Regions from separate parts of the Anser cygnoides genome. Here region 1 is linked to region 2. The links are chromatin contacts, called in public Hi-C maps. All regions are on one chromosome and are shown on one strand. Each heading gives the region's core, a stretch centred on a gene start, on an enhancer-like site or on the middle of the called end of the contact. The rest is flanking DNA. Distances are from core to core; before and after follow the strand shown. Region 1 overlaps NSDHL (NAD(P) dependent steroid dehydrogenase-like). Region 2 overlaps LOC106047520 (Krueppel-like factor 5).

Region 1 (6,092 bases), core at 3,031-5,530, 190 kb after region 2:
TTGGTTATGTGTTTTTGCTCTGTAGTTCATGTTGATGTGTCTGTACTGAAAAATCCGTCTCAGATGAGCGGGGCTAGCTCACACAAACGGGTCACTTTTTCCTGTCTGGTTATAACGAATCGTTGCCCATCCGATGACTGTTCTGTGCAACAATGTGGGGCAAAATGCATGCGAATACTTTTAACTTCATTCTGTAAAACACCTTGTGGAAGGAAGTCTGGGCAGATTGTGGGTAGCTGAAATGAGTGCATAAGAGAAGTTATGTAGCTCTTACAATAGAGCTCTGAGCAGCAGAATTTCTTTACAGACTTCCATGGCACCACCATGCTCTGGGCATGCTTTTATATGTTTTCACTGTGTTGTGTCATTCAGTTTGACCACTGATGAGTAAACTAACCTGTCAGAAGTAGCTGGCTGTCTTAGTAAAGGTCTTAGTAAAGGGGATAACTGCTTTTCAGATGGAGGAGGTTGGTGGAAGGTAGTTTCTCATGGAAATGCCTTTGCGGTCAAGTCAGAGGTGTCAGTCTCCTGGGCGTGAACATGAGATGAGCTGGGCCATCAAAGAGACAAATGTGTGAAAGGCATGATTTTCATCTGGCTTTTTGTCTTCTCTTTCAGGCATTTCATATCACAAATGATGAACCAATTCCCTTCTGGGCATTCATGTCCCGTATCTTGACTGGCTTGAACTACGATGCACCCAAGTACTATATTCCCTATGGGCTGGCATATTACTTGGCCCTGTTCTTGGCTCTAGTGCTGTGGCTGCTCAGTCCACTGGTCACCATCAAGCCCACTTTTACCCCTATGCGGGTAGCACTAGCTGGGACCTTTCACTACTACAGCTGTGAACGGGCCAAACGAGACATGGGCTACAAGCCAGTGGTGAGCTTGGATGAAGCGATAGACAGGACTCTCCAGAGCTACCCCCACCTACGCCGGGCTAAGGCCTGAGAAGTCCTGGATGGATTTTATTTCTACCTGAATTTCCTAATTGCTTTGAAATCTTAACATGAACACTGAAGCAAATTTCACTAATTGCCTGGAACAGGGAGTTTTCCCAAAGTCCCTCCTCCTCCTCACCATTATCAAGACAGACTTCTCTGGGTTGAAAAACACTTCACGTAGTAGCTGTGCTAACAGTTCTTTCCTTTGATGTGACTTGTTGTTCTGAAACAGCTGCTGAACTCTGTGGGCTATGAATAAACACCCTGCTGTGCCCTTTTCAGTCCCAGCCCCGCACATCAGCATTCCTTCGTCTTCTCTCTCCACCCTTGTCCTCTGTTTTGTTGCTCTGGTGATAACAGCCGCGTCTTCTCATAGCTGCAGATCAGTTGATGAAATACTGCTCACAACTGATTTCTCTCTGGGGTTTGGCTTTTTCTATACAGAAGTAATGAAAAAGAGGCCTTCATCAAGGAGGAGTTCTGCCACCATTTTTTTTTTTTTTTAACTGTTGAAACTGACTTTATTGTTCTGGGACTGTTCTTGGATCTTCCTGTGGTTGGTGGGTTGATTTGGCCTCTTACAGAGTAATTGGAAGGAAATCTGAGAAAAGGCATGCCAGGCTCCTCTTTGTAAGGAAGCATGTGGCTTTATTTCTGCAGGAGCTTAATTCTGTGTAGAAATATATAAATAAAACAAGAAGAGATGACTTCCTAACTTTGTGTTCCATCTTTGAAGGGACAGATCCTATTCTGAGCAGCTCAGCATAAACAGGTTTTTAATCATTCCCTTTGTGGGGGGAGAAATCTTTGCTGTGGCTTGTTGTCAGCCAGCACATATTTTGCCGTAGCTCTCTTACTTCCCGTAGGAATTACATTGGTTTGGAAAATCTGCTGCACAAGGCTGTCATCTTGTCTGACATTGTTTGTCAGGCATGGTAATGGTCACTGTGTTGCATTGACCACTCAGTACATGAAAAGCTCTTACACAAGAAAAAGGCTATAATACTGTGTTCACCAAATTGTTTAGTTGCCACTTAATTTAAGTCTACTTTACCCCATAATCTTACTAAGTGCTCCAGTTTCATTTTGTTTTTTTAAATGAGGGCTTAGGTTAGGGTTGGAACTTCCCTCTGTGGCCAGTTCCTTGCTCTCCAGCAATGATGGATGTTTCATATTTCTTGATGCTTCAAATTTCAGAAGTATGAGAAGTGCCTCCCTGTGTATTCATCATTGTGCCCAGCTCAGTGAGCCTTGACCTCATCTGGGAGCTCAACGTGCTGCTAGAATCCCATAGAAATGAAGGAGTTTTTAAAACTCTACAATATAACCAGAAGTTTTATGTTGGATTTTTTTTTTCCAGGAAACTTTTTCTGGAACAGCTAGGTAGTTTTACCAACATTTGCCTTGCCTGATCTTGAAGTAAATATCCAGTAGTTGGGTCACTTCACACATCTCGGGTTTGCACTCATCAAACACCTTGGCTATTTTTTGTTTTGTTTTTCCCAGCCTGTAGGGTTAAATATGTAAAGCTCAACTTCTAGAGCGCAATCTGCTTGTGTCACCCCACGTCCAGTTTCAGTGGGAGACAGATACTGCTTCCAAATAGCTGGGCCGTGTTTCCCTCCATGTGATGCACCGATGTGCTGCCACGAATTCCCTGATAATGGGAAGACCCTTTCTTTCCTCACTGTTTGGTGATGTGAGTGGCTGTGAATGCCCCATCCATATCTCTACAATTTGTGACTTATAAGAAGAACTCAGTGGTGAAACCATGCCTAGCTGATAGTGATGGCTTTGTTCCCAATCTCACCTGCTGGATGGAGTGAGGAAGGACTAGGGAAGTTTTTCATGCTCCTCTCTGGAGCTGGCCCCACTTCCAGTTCTCATGATGCGGTCAACTGACACTAAACTTGTAAATTGCTACTGGAGGAGTGGCCTTGTGAAAACAGACAATTCAGATGCACCTCTGCTACGTGCAGTAGAGGTAGCCAATAAACCCAAACTGGTAAGTACAAAAAGCCATGAGGGACAAAGCATTCTAGTTCAGATGCATTGCTGGTACACAAAAGGTGGGTACTGCTCTTGGGACTCATGGTACAGCACGGCAGGGAACTTCAGCTCCTCGTGAAGTAGGGATTACTGCGCTTCTAGGGGTGGTGAGAGGATCGTACTGAAGTGAAAGGAGCAAGTTCAACGATTACTTTTCAAGAATAAATCGGTAAAAGCACGTTTTGGCCTCTAGATGGCGTTTCCCAGCTAGATCTGCCCTGCTGCTTCAAACGTTCTCCAAAATGCTGGCTCTCAGAACTTGGACACCGTTCAGGTGGAGAGTTACTCATCTCCTTGTGTTTTGTGAAGGTAAATCCAGAAGCTGCTACAGAAACAAGAGGCACTGGAAGTTCAGGTCTGCTGGATAAAAAGCAGCAGATGGTTTATTTTCCCTCAAGAGTATGGTCAGTACGAGAGTAAAGCAGAGTTTTGCTTGTATGGGGATGAGCAGTTTCCCAGAGCTGGGCACAGCAAGAAGCGTTGCATCACGCTGAAGTTGGTTTGACTTGGTATTCCCTATGTAATTAGGTCAGTTCCCAGCATTTCTGGGAGGCTGACTAGCTTCTGTTTTTCAAGCAGAAGTAAACACACATTGTTGCTGTGGTGGAACCTGACATCGCTATGCTTATAGCCCTGGCCACAACAGAGGAGGAACCTTGCTTTATCCATAGCCTCTTCTAGCCCTGATCGAGCTGCCTTCTCTCAGCTCTGTTTCTTTTCCCAGTGAGCACCCAATAAGCCCCATCTTCTGTTCTTTGGGCAAGCCAATGAGCTCCTTCTGTACTCTGGCCTGTAATTTTTGGCGTGCATCTTCTCTGCAATGTGTATCTTACGTGTGCGTGAGCATGCAAGTAAGCAGGAGCCTACAAAGCAAAACTGCCATTATCAACATTTCCTTCCAAATATCTAGGGTCAAATCTGCCGCTCTTGTTAGCTCAACAGGAGCTCAACAGGAGCTGCTGAAGACATCAAAGACTTTCCTAGAGCACTCTTGTCAAACTTTTAATCTCTTTCACTTTGCTTTCTGTCTTTTTCTTGTTGCAGCTCCCCATTTTGCTGACATGAGATGGTTTTTGGTTTGACAAGCAGTGGGAGAGATAAAGGAGATATCTTCTGTTTCTTTCCCTAGAGAAATAGGAGAGGGAGAGGAAGAAAAGTGCTTCTCTAGGTGGAGATGAAGTAACTAAGAGCCCCATTTCCTTCCTTACAGAGAGATCGTGAAAGGGGCGTATGCACAGGAGGAACGTTACAGTCTAAGAAATGCTTTTCAGTCTTGCCCTTGGAGTGCAGAGGAGCTCTTGTCCAGACACACCTCAGCGCCAGAAAGGAAAAAATAATGGCTTGGTTGTAATTACCTGGGGAAAGGTGAGAGGAGCGATTGATGAAAAAAGTCAGAAGCCATCTCGTGTGTCCAAAGATGGAGACAAATTTAAGTCAACCCTGAGGTGGATATGTGGGAGGTTTTAGGTGCAGGGGGATGTTTGTGTCGTGCAGGCATATGGTTACTGATGTGGAAGCTCACTACCCTCAGTGACAGAAGTACAGGGACCCACCGTGCCTCACAGTGCTCAAATGCACCCTTTTGTTGTGAAAGTGGCACCTCTTTACTCAGTAAATCCTTGCGTATGTTTTTCGGATCTGCTGATGGCAGTGATCTCCGAGCGATGGTACGAGTTTCCACACCTTTTAGCGCTGCGAAGCCAAACGTGGCGTGGGTGGGCTGGACTCTGCTCCTTCAGAGAACTGTTTACCAAGTTTCGTTAGTGCTTGTGCAAACCTTTGGAAAGTGCCAGGTCCACAGATGTACGTGATGGTGCAACTTGGTCGTTATTATGGGAGAAGGAAAGCGAGTTGTTTGCCCGGAGGAAGCTTGCTGAGCTGGTGATGAGAAATAAATAGGCATCTCCCTGCTTGCAACAGAACATGTCTGAGGTGTTTCTGTTAGCAGATTGCACACGCTGTTTTACTGTCTTAGCAGCGCCATCAGGCTGGCACTTAGCCATGGCTTCTCTTTTGCCCAGTGTTTGCTGGCAAGATCATCTTGTCTTAGCTGTGAGAGCTCCTGACCTCCTTTGTAGGTGTGTTTCCATGGCCATGGGTGGTTTCCTGCTGAGATTATTGTATTCTAGCCCTGAATAGTCAGGGGTATGTGATTCTGTTCAGCTACCTGCTATTAGGAAGGTGAGGTCTGGCATTTCGGCAGCGCTTTGTAATGACACCTCATGAAAAACCAGTTTGATTCCCTTGCAACAAATGGGTGTAGTGATTTTACACCCTTCTACTCATCGCAACTCTGCTCAGCCTCTACTGAGGCTTTGCTTTTCTGTCACCTTGGCGAAGGCCCGAAGGATTGATGTGTTTGGTGCCTTCCCTGTACCTTCGGTGCAAGGATGGGGCAGGTGGTTGCGCGTAAGAAAGCCTTACCCAAAAGAGGAAATATTCCAGTGGAGTTGAGTGCTGTGGAGTGGTGGTGACTCATTTTTCTTGACTAGGAAAGACTTGAAAATTCTAAATATATTGTAACTGTTCAAATACAAGTTGGGCTGGTCAGGGAGACTGCACGCCTTTGGGCAGAAGGCCGTTGCTGTCAGAGGAATGTCAAGAATTGCTGTGCTGCTCCGTATAACCCCCTGCCTATAAAACGGCTGTCTGGATTTTGAAAGGTGAGCAGGTTCCTGCCTTGTAGACGTCGCTGTTTCTAAAGGTACGCACGCCGCACCTCTGGAAAGGAACGTACTGCAGAGTTACGCAAACTGGTTTTAGGCTGGCTGTCTCTGGAAGGGGCAGCAGCGTGCCCCTGGCAGCAGGGAGCTCAGAGCAGGCTGATTTACCCTACCCAGAAGAGAGCACGGTACGTCCATCCTACAGGCATGACTGCAGCTCGCAGACAGCCCAGCCTGACCTACACATTGCCAGCTGTGGGCTTTCTAGCACTGACTTCTGTGTGGCTCTGGTAGCCCTTCTGGGACAGCTTCTGGGCTTCGAGAAATGGATGAGACTTCTGTTGATGTTTCTGAGAAGTGGCAGTGTTTAACTCCCATCGCTCCTCCAAAAACAAACACAACCCGTCTCTGAATGCAAAAAGCTCAAAGTATC
Region 2 (6,008 bases), core at 2,910-5,409:
GAGGTCGCGGGGTGTAAAATCCCCTTTCCAAGGGTGCTGGCAGAAAAAGAATCGGCAGTAGGGGGATGTTGAGTTACAGGCTGGGCAAGGAGGAGTGGGATCGCTTGATCCCTCCCAGCACGAGCGGAGAGTGGGAGCTGAGGCCCGGTCTCTGGCTGGGGGCTGGATCCCACCGGGGCTGGGTCCCTTGCTCTGGGATCAGCTGGAGCCTGGTGCTGCCAGGACCAGCCTGCAGATTTGCAAGTCCGATTGGGTCTCAGCCGGGCAGGTGTCTGTGGGGCCGCAGGGGACTGCAGCTGGAGTAGGGCCTGTCCCTGTGCCCCTGCTTGGACCTGTCGGCGCGGTGGGCTCGGACCAGGCCAGACCCCACTGAGGGAGCAGGCCCAAAGCGGGGCACTTCGGACAAAACCAGGGAGCCAAAGATAGGGAAATTTGTGTGGGGTCTGAGCCGGCGGCAGCGGTTTTTAGTTTTGCATAATCCCCCAACCCCACAGACGTCCCGCGGCTGAGCGGGCGGGCAGGTGAGGCGCGGGACGGGGCGTCTGGGCCGAACTTTGAGCCCGCAGGAGCACAATGGCTTTGTCCACGTGGTACAAAGGGCGATTGTTCTGCAGGATGGCCGCAGGAGGGGACGCGGTGAGTGGGGGGCCGCAGGTGTGCTGCCCCCTTTCCTGTTCGTTCCCGGTTGCCCCACATGGAGAGGTTGTGGGCCAGCGAGGGGAGCGTGTTTGCTCGTCTCTGGCCGCTGGAAGGGCAGGTATGCGAGGGAGGAAGCGAGCGGGGGACTCCGGCTCTGTAATAAACGCAACGGATTTCCCTTTATCGCTCTTCCTGAATGGGCTGTGGGAAGCACACGTCGGCTGGAATTACTCACGAAGGTCTAGGGCAGTTCATTTTTGGCCGGTGCATCATCCACCGTGAAGTTTTCCTTCTCGAACCTGTTTGGTCAGCTACCTACGCTACTTTGTTCCCATTCCCTGGTCCAGTGAGCTCCTTTATCTAACCCATCCACTGCAAATAATCGCACTTACCACCGTCTTGTTAGCTGAGCCCCTTGATTAGAATATTTGCTTTTCTTGGGCTCCATTGGTGAATTACATGAGTCACAGGGTACCGCTGGTGTTTGGGGATTGGATAACCGCTGTTTACAATTCAGATGTTCTCAGAACTTGAGCTAGCATGAAAACTCTCTCAAAAAAAAAAACCCATGGGCTGTTTCCCACATCAAAGAGGTTCAGCCCCTTCCAGGCTCAGATTGAAACTCAAACAAAGAATCTTTCATTATGCTCAGAAATGCTTGGAGAATTCTTTGAAAATTATTTTTATTTTTTTTTTAATGTGATGGGGGACCTTCAAGTGTCCACCAAGGACAGGATTTGCCAGTGTGAAAGCGTATTTAATGACCTTGCTCCTTGTGGCATTTCCAATACAAGGAGAAGAAAAAAACGGCGAGAAATCAGTCCCAGTAAAGTCAGGTCAGGTCCTTCAGCTTCCAGAAGTGCAGGTACTTATCCCGTGCAGGAAGGAAGAGTGTTATCCATCCGTTATCACCTCTGCCACATCCAAAGCAACTGTTCCACACGTGTGAACCATCCCGGAGCGGGCAGGGAGATGTGGATACCTGCTCACCTGCCAGCCCAGCCCATCGCATCAACCTTACCCGTACAACATCATCCTCTTCCACTTTGCTAGCATAGGGAGCAGCAGCCAGCAGTGGCTGAATGTTTTCTGCTGGAGACCCTCGCAAGGGATGCGAGGTTTGGTGGTGTTCTCTGACAGGTGGGAATGACCCAAGTTTGTTAAACTAAAAGGAAAACTTTGGGCATTGCTCCTTTCCAAGTGTTGAAACAGTTGGCACTGTAGAACAGAACTCTGTTGGGAGCAGCTTCCAGTGTTTGGTGTTTTGGAGGTTCTTTTGGGACTCTCCCTAATCAGTGTCCCTTAATTAGGGCAACTGGCTCTTCGTTCCTCTACAGAGAAGATGTGGAAGGAGAGGTTTTGTCCAAGGGAATGGGTCTGGAGGACAATCTTTGAGGCTTGCTTCTTGTGGAGTAGAGGAAGGACCCTTCCGGAAGCACAGATGCTAGGAAATCTATAGGGCAGGGTACTCGCTGGAAGGGGCAGCAGTACGTGTCCTCTCAGTCCATGGAGTGAGTCTGGCAGTATTTACTTGGCCCTGTACCATGCCGGGTGCCGTGCGGGCCCAGAAGAAAGAAGTTGGCCCAAAGACCTACTCACTCGAACGCAATGTTTTCACACGCCTTAGGGTTTGTTTTGTTTTGTTTCACTAACTGGTTTGGCGAGGAAGTTGAGGGCTGCCGGGACGGTGGGATTTTTGTCCGTGCATGAAACCTGACCTTGCTTCTCCCAGACGTGCATGGGGTATTGGGTCTGCCTTGCTCATTGTACTGGGAAAAACAGGCTTTTTGGCCCGTCTTATCGTGTACTGACTGCCAGGAGGACTTCACAAGTCCCAGCAAGCAGCAGATGACTCACTCTGCCTTTGTCAGACCCTGCCTGGGAATGTGCACCTTTCCTTCTGATTGGAAGAGGCTGGGTGATGAGTGTGAGCTTTCGGATGGTTTGAGTGAGGTGGAATGAATCCCACCCATAGTCCAGCTGGGGGAAGCTCCCTGCGAGCTCTAACAGCCTCTTCCATGTTACACTTGGTTCGGGAACCATGGGAGAGCTCAAGGAAAAGCCCAGTGCCCTGTGGCCATGCAATTGCTAGAAATCAGTGGATAAATTTGTCTGGGTCATCCTGGGGAGCAGTGACATTTGAAATCCTCCATCTTGTCAGATTCAGAGGGGAGGGAGTGCTGGTGTGGAGGCTGCAACAGGGGATGGCCACTGGAAAGCACGCCTATCCAAATTCAATTTTTGCTTATGTGCATACGTAAACCTGGGGAGCATCTGAGCTCCTGCACATTTTAGCTGAGACTGAAATAGCTCCAAGCCTTCTGATCTCCCAGGCGTTGAAGTAGCACTGGATCATTTAGTCTTTCCAGAAAATGCATCCATACCACAGGCCACCCAGCGCAGCCTCCTGCCTCCAGCTGTGGGTGCCCACCTCAGTTGATGGAGAACCTCCACTTGGCTTTGACGGGCTTGGCCCCAGCCTCTACTGAGCAACAGCATTTTGGAAATAGAAAGCTGTGTACAAAGACATGACTGCCTTATGGGGGTGTCCTCCCCTCCCATGCAGGCACACTTCCAGAGAGCTGTCCTCCTGCCAGGGCAGAACAGGGACGAGGAGAGGGCTGTCCCCGTTTCCCTCTCGTGGCCTTTGGGCTCTGTCCAGGCATTCATTCTGTCCTGAGGTTGTGCTTGGTAGGTCCGGGAAAGGAGAAACCAGCGTGGAGATACTCTAATACTGACATGGGACCGCCCAGCCCAGCCCAGGGCAGGTGGGCCCGATGGTCGTGGTGTTCAGCAGGGCCTGGAGATGATGCAGCTGGGCCAGAGCTTCCTCCAAGCTCCGTGCCTTCAAGGTCTGTCCTGGTTATTTTTCAGTCCATTATTTCTGCTAGCTCTCTTAAAGCCCCACTGGAACCTGGTTGCTCCTCTTCTGGGCACTTGACCTTGAAGATGGATGGGGTGCTTGTCCTGCTTTCTCTGGCCTTTGGGATTGCTGGCTGTAGTGGCATGGTTTCTGTGACAAACACCCGAGGTAGATGGCCTTTCAGTGGGTTGTTATCAGCTGTCGGAGGAAAGGAATAGTAAACAGTCGGGAAACCTGCTGGAAGCACTGGCTCAGCCAGAGGCCAGCTGCCCAAATCTGCCTCAGTGGTGACTCTTGGGCTCAAGGAAATCCCTTGATTAGAAGAAGTGATAATTAACTCGGGTAGTTCAACCACAGCAGCGGAAAAGAGCTCGGGAATAACCCTCTAGAGCAGTGTGGTTCAGCTCCTGCACCATCCATGAGCTCCTGGAGGGAACCTGGAGAAAGGGTGTATCTCTGTGACTCGTCCTGCTCTAGGGGGTGCTCCTGCAAGTGGGAAGACATGAAAACCTCGAGATGGGAAGCTGGTGGGGTAGGGCACCTCTGGCAGCCTTCTCCATGGGCTCCAGAGAGAGCTTGCACAGAGACTTCAGCTTAGATGTTTGCTTTCCAGGTGGCCCAAGCTAGTGAAGATGACTCTTGCCCCGTTGCACCTAATGCATCAGGAGCAGCACTAGCTTGTCGGAGTCACTCCTCACCTCTTGGAGATGGAGCAAGCAGAGGAGCCCACCTGTGGCACCCACCTACCTAAGCCCAGGGCTCACCGTGCTGCCTGCAGTTGTGCTCGGCTGTTCACAGCAGCCAGACATTTGGCCCTGTGTGCTTGAAAGGAAGAGTCCCGGGGCTTTCTTTCCTAATCCCGTTTTGCAGAGAGTTCCAGAAGACATGAGGAACAAACAGAAAATAACGTCGATCGAGGTCAATATCAAAACCAAATGATCAGAGAAACAAATATTTACTCAGGTCAATATTTAACTAGGGAGACAATAAATGCTGATATTGAACCAAATCTGTATATAAATACAGTCTATTTATAACGTGTCCCTTTAAAGGGGTACTGCCAGGTACTTGCCTGGCTTTTGATTGATGATTATCCTCCCCATTGTTTGCTGATTCCCTTGGAGGCTGGAGTTTCATGCAGGTGCAGGCAGGAGAAAGAGCCTGTGCTGCGTAATCCCACGGCCCGGACACCACAGCCCTTGTCCCACGCGTGCCTGTGCTCCGGGAGGTCCCCCCCGCACTGGGGAGGGGGCTTGGGGCTCAGTGCCCCCACTTGGCAGAGCAGCAGGGGTCTGGGGCCAGGAGGGCTGGAGGCTGCCAAGAAATGAAGAAACTCCTTCTCCCCCCCCCCCCCCCCCCCCCCCCCCCCCACTGCTCCCTCTGCCAACTTCACGAGCTCGTCGCCTGTTTAGCAAACATTGATTTCTCTCCCTGTTCCCCCGTGGTGACAACATTTGATGTTTCTATGGCGGTTTGTTATTTATCAACTTCAGATTAGAAAGCGTTTAATCATGGGAATGACACGGCCCGCCTCCTGCCTTGGCAGCCGGCTGTGCCTCGCGCTCCTCTAGCGATGCTCGTGGTCAGTCGCTGCTGAAATGGCCCGGTTGGCTCAAGCACCCGTTTTTGTGTGTCCTGCAGAAAGATGTTTGTCTGGGACTCCGTGTGTGTTGATCGATGCCCCGATAGCTCCTCAGCCTTTGTGAGATCTGGATGAGGGGTGATGAAGGCCTCCAAGGCAGGAGGCTCCTGCGGGGTGTTTGGAAGCTGGAGGCTGGCAGAGCAGGACTCGTGTCAGAGCCTGCTGGCCACGGGAGCATCTACTCGGGGGAGAGAAAAACAGTGGAGAATCCTTTCCTTTGCCAGCTTGGGAATTTTTCTTTCCCTTTTCCCTCTGACAGGTTGAGAAGACCCTGCTATGCAGGCAGAAATAGATACTGTGACCTTGAGGGGAAAATACAGGAATTCAAGTCTTTTATTGCACTGTAAGGTATTCTTACTGGCTTTCCCTTGCTGGTCAAAACAAAAATCCCAGTTTGGAGGAGATGCCTCTAAAGCATGGAGGTTTTGTTGATGTCTGCTTTGGCTGTGTTTCCCCTTGGCTCACTTTTTGCCCCAGCCAGTGACCCACGACTCCTTTACGGTTCCTGGCACCGCTGTCAATGCAGTTGGTGGAGCCTGGGGCATGCCCGTCTCATCCTCGTCTGCAGGGATTGCGGTGATGGCACTGCTAATTAATGCCTATAGGGGAAACTGGGCCACTGAACCCGCCAAAGAGCTGCTGGTCCGTCAGCTGCAAGGCCTCGGAGTCTTCCTCTGTGGAGCTGCAGCGGGGGGGCTCTGGCAGTAATGAGAAGACCTGGGCGCTGAGGCTATGTGATTGGTTCAGTCCTCCTCAAAAAGGCAAGAAAATGGTTAATTCCCTGCCTGTGCCTGGCAGATGGGGAGGCAGGGACAGGCTGAGCATTCCTGGTCACTCCTGCCTCATGTGAGCCACCCTAGTGTC

Evidence for each region. A called contact is a pair of places that touch in the nucleus more often than the background predicts.
Region 1: a contact with region 2 is called in a Hi-C map of liver, with 3 times the contacts expected there. The contact joins two enhancer-like sites. A contact is called at or near these places in 2 of 7 Hi-C or Micro-C datasets (both in liver).

The regions. Positions count from the first base shown.
Region 1 is chr13:6,119,036-6,125,127 of Taihu_goose_T2T_genome, forward strand. NSDHL (NAD(P) dependent steroid dehydrogenase-like) reads left to right here. Exons shown (of 9, transcript XM_067005207.1): 9 at 619-1,662. The coding sequence ends at 954. Among named protein-coding and RNA genes, the nearest start is that of ZNF185, 8.2 kb to the right of the region's middle. Within about 2 kb of position 4,281, at least 1 of the 3 cell types and tissues checked has open chromatin away from gene starts, as enhancers often do. A contact at or near this core is called in liver, where this site is marked.
Region 2 is chr13:5,925,457-5,931,464 of Taihu_goose_T2T_genome, forward strand. The region is part of intron 1 of LOC106047520 (Krueppel-like factor 5); the gene reads left to right. Among named protein-coding and RNA genes, the nearest start is that of KLF8, 13 kb to the left of the region's middle. Within about 2 kb of position 4,160, at least 1 of the 3 cell types and tissues checked has open chromatin away from gene starts, as enhancers often do. A contact at or near this core is called in liver, where this site is marked.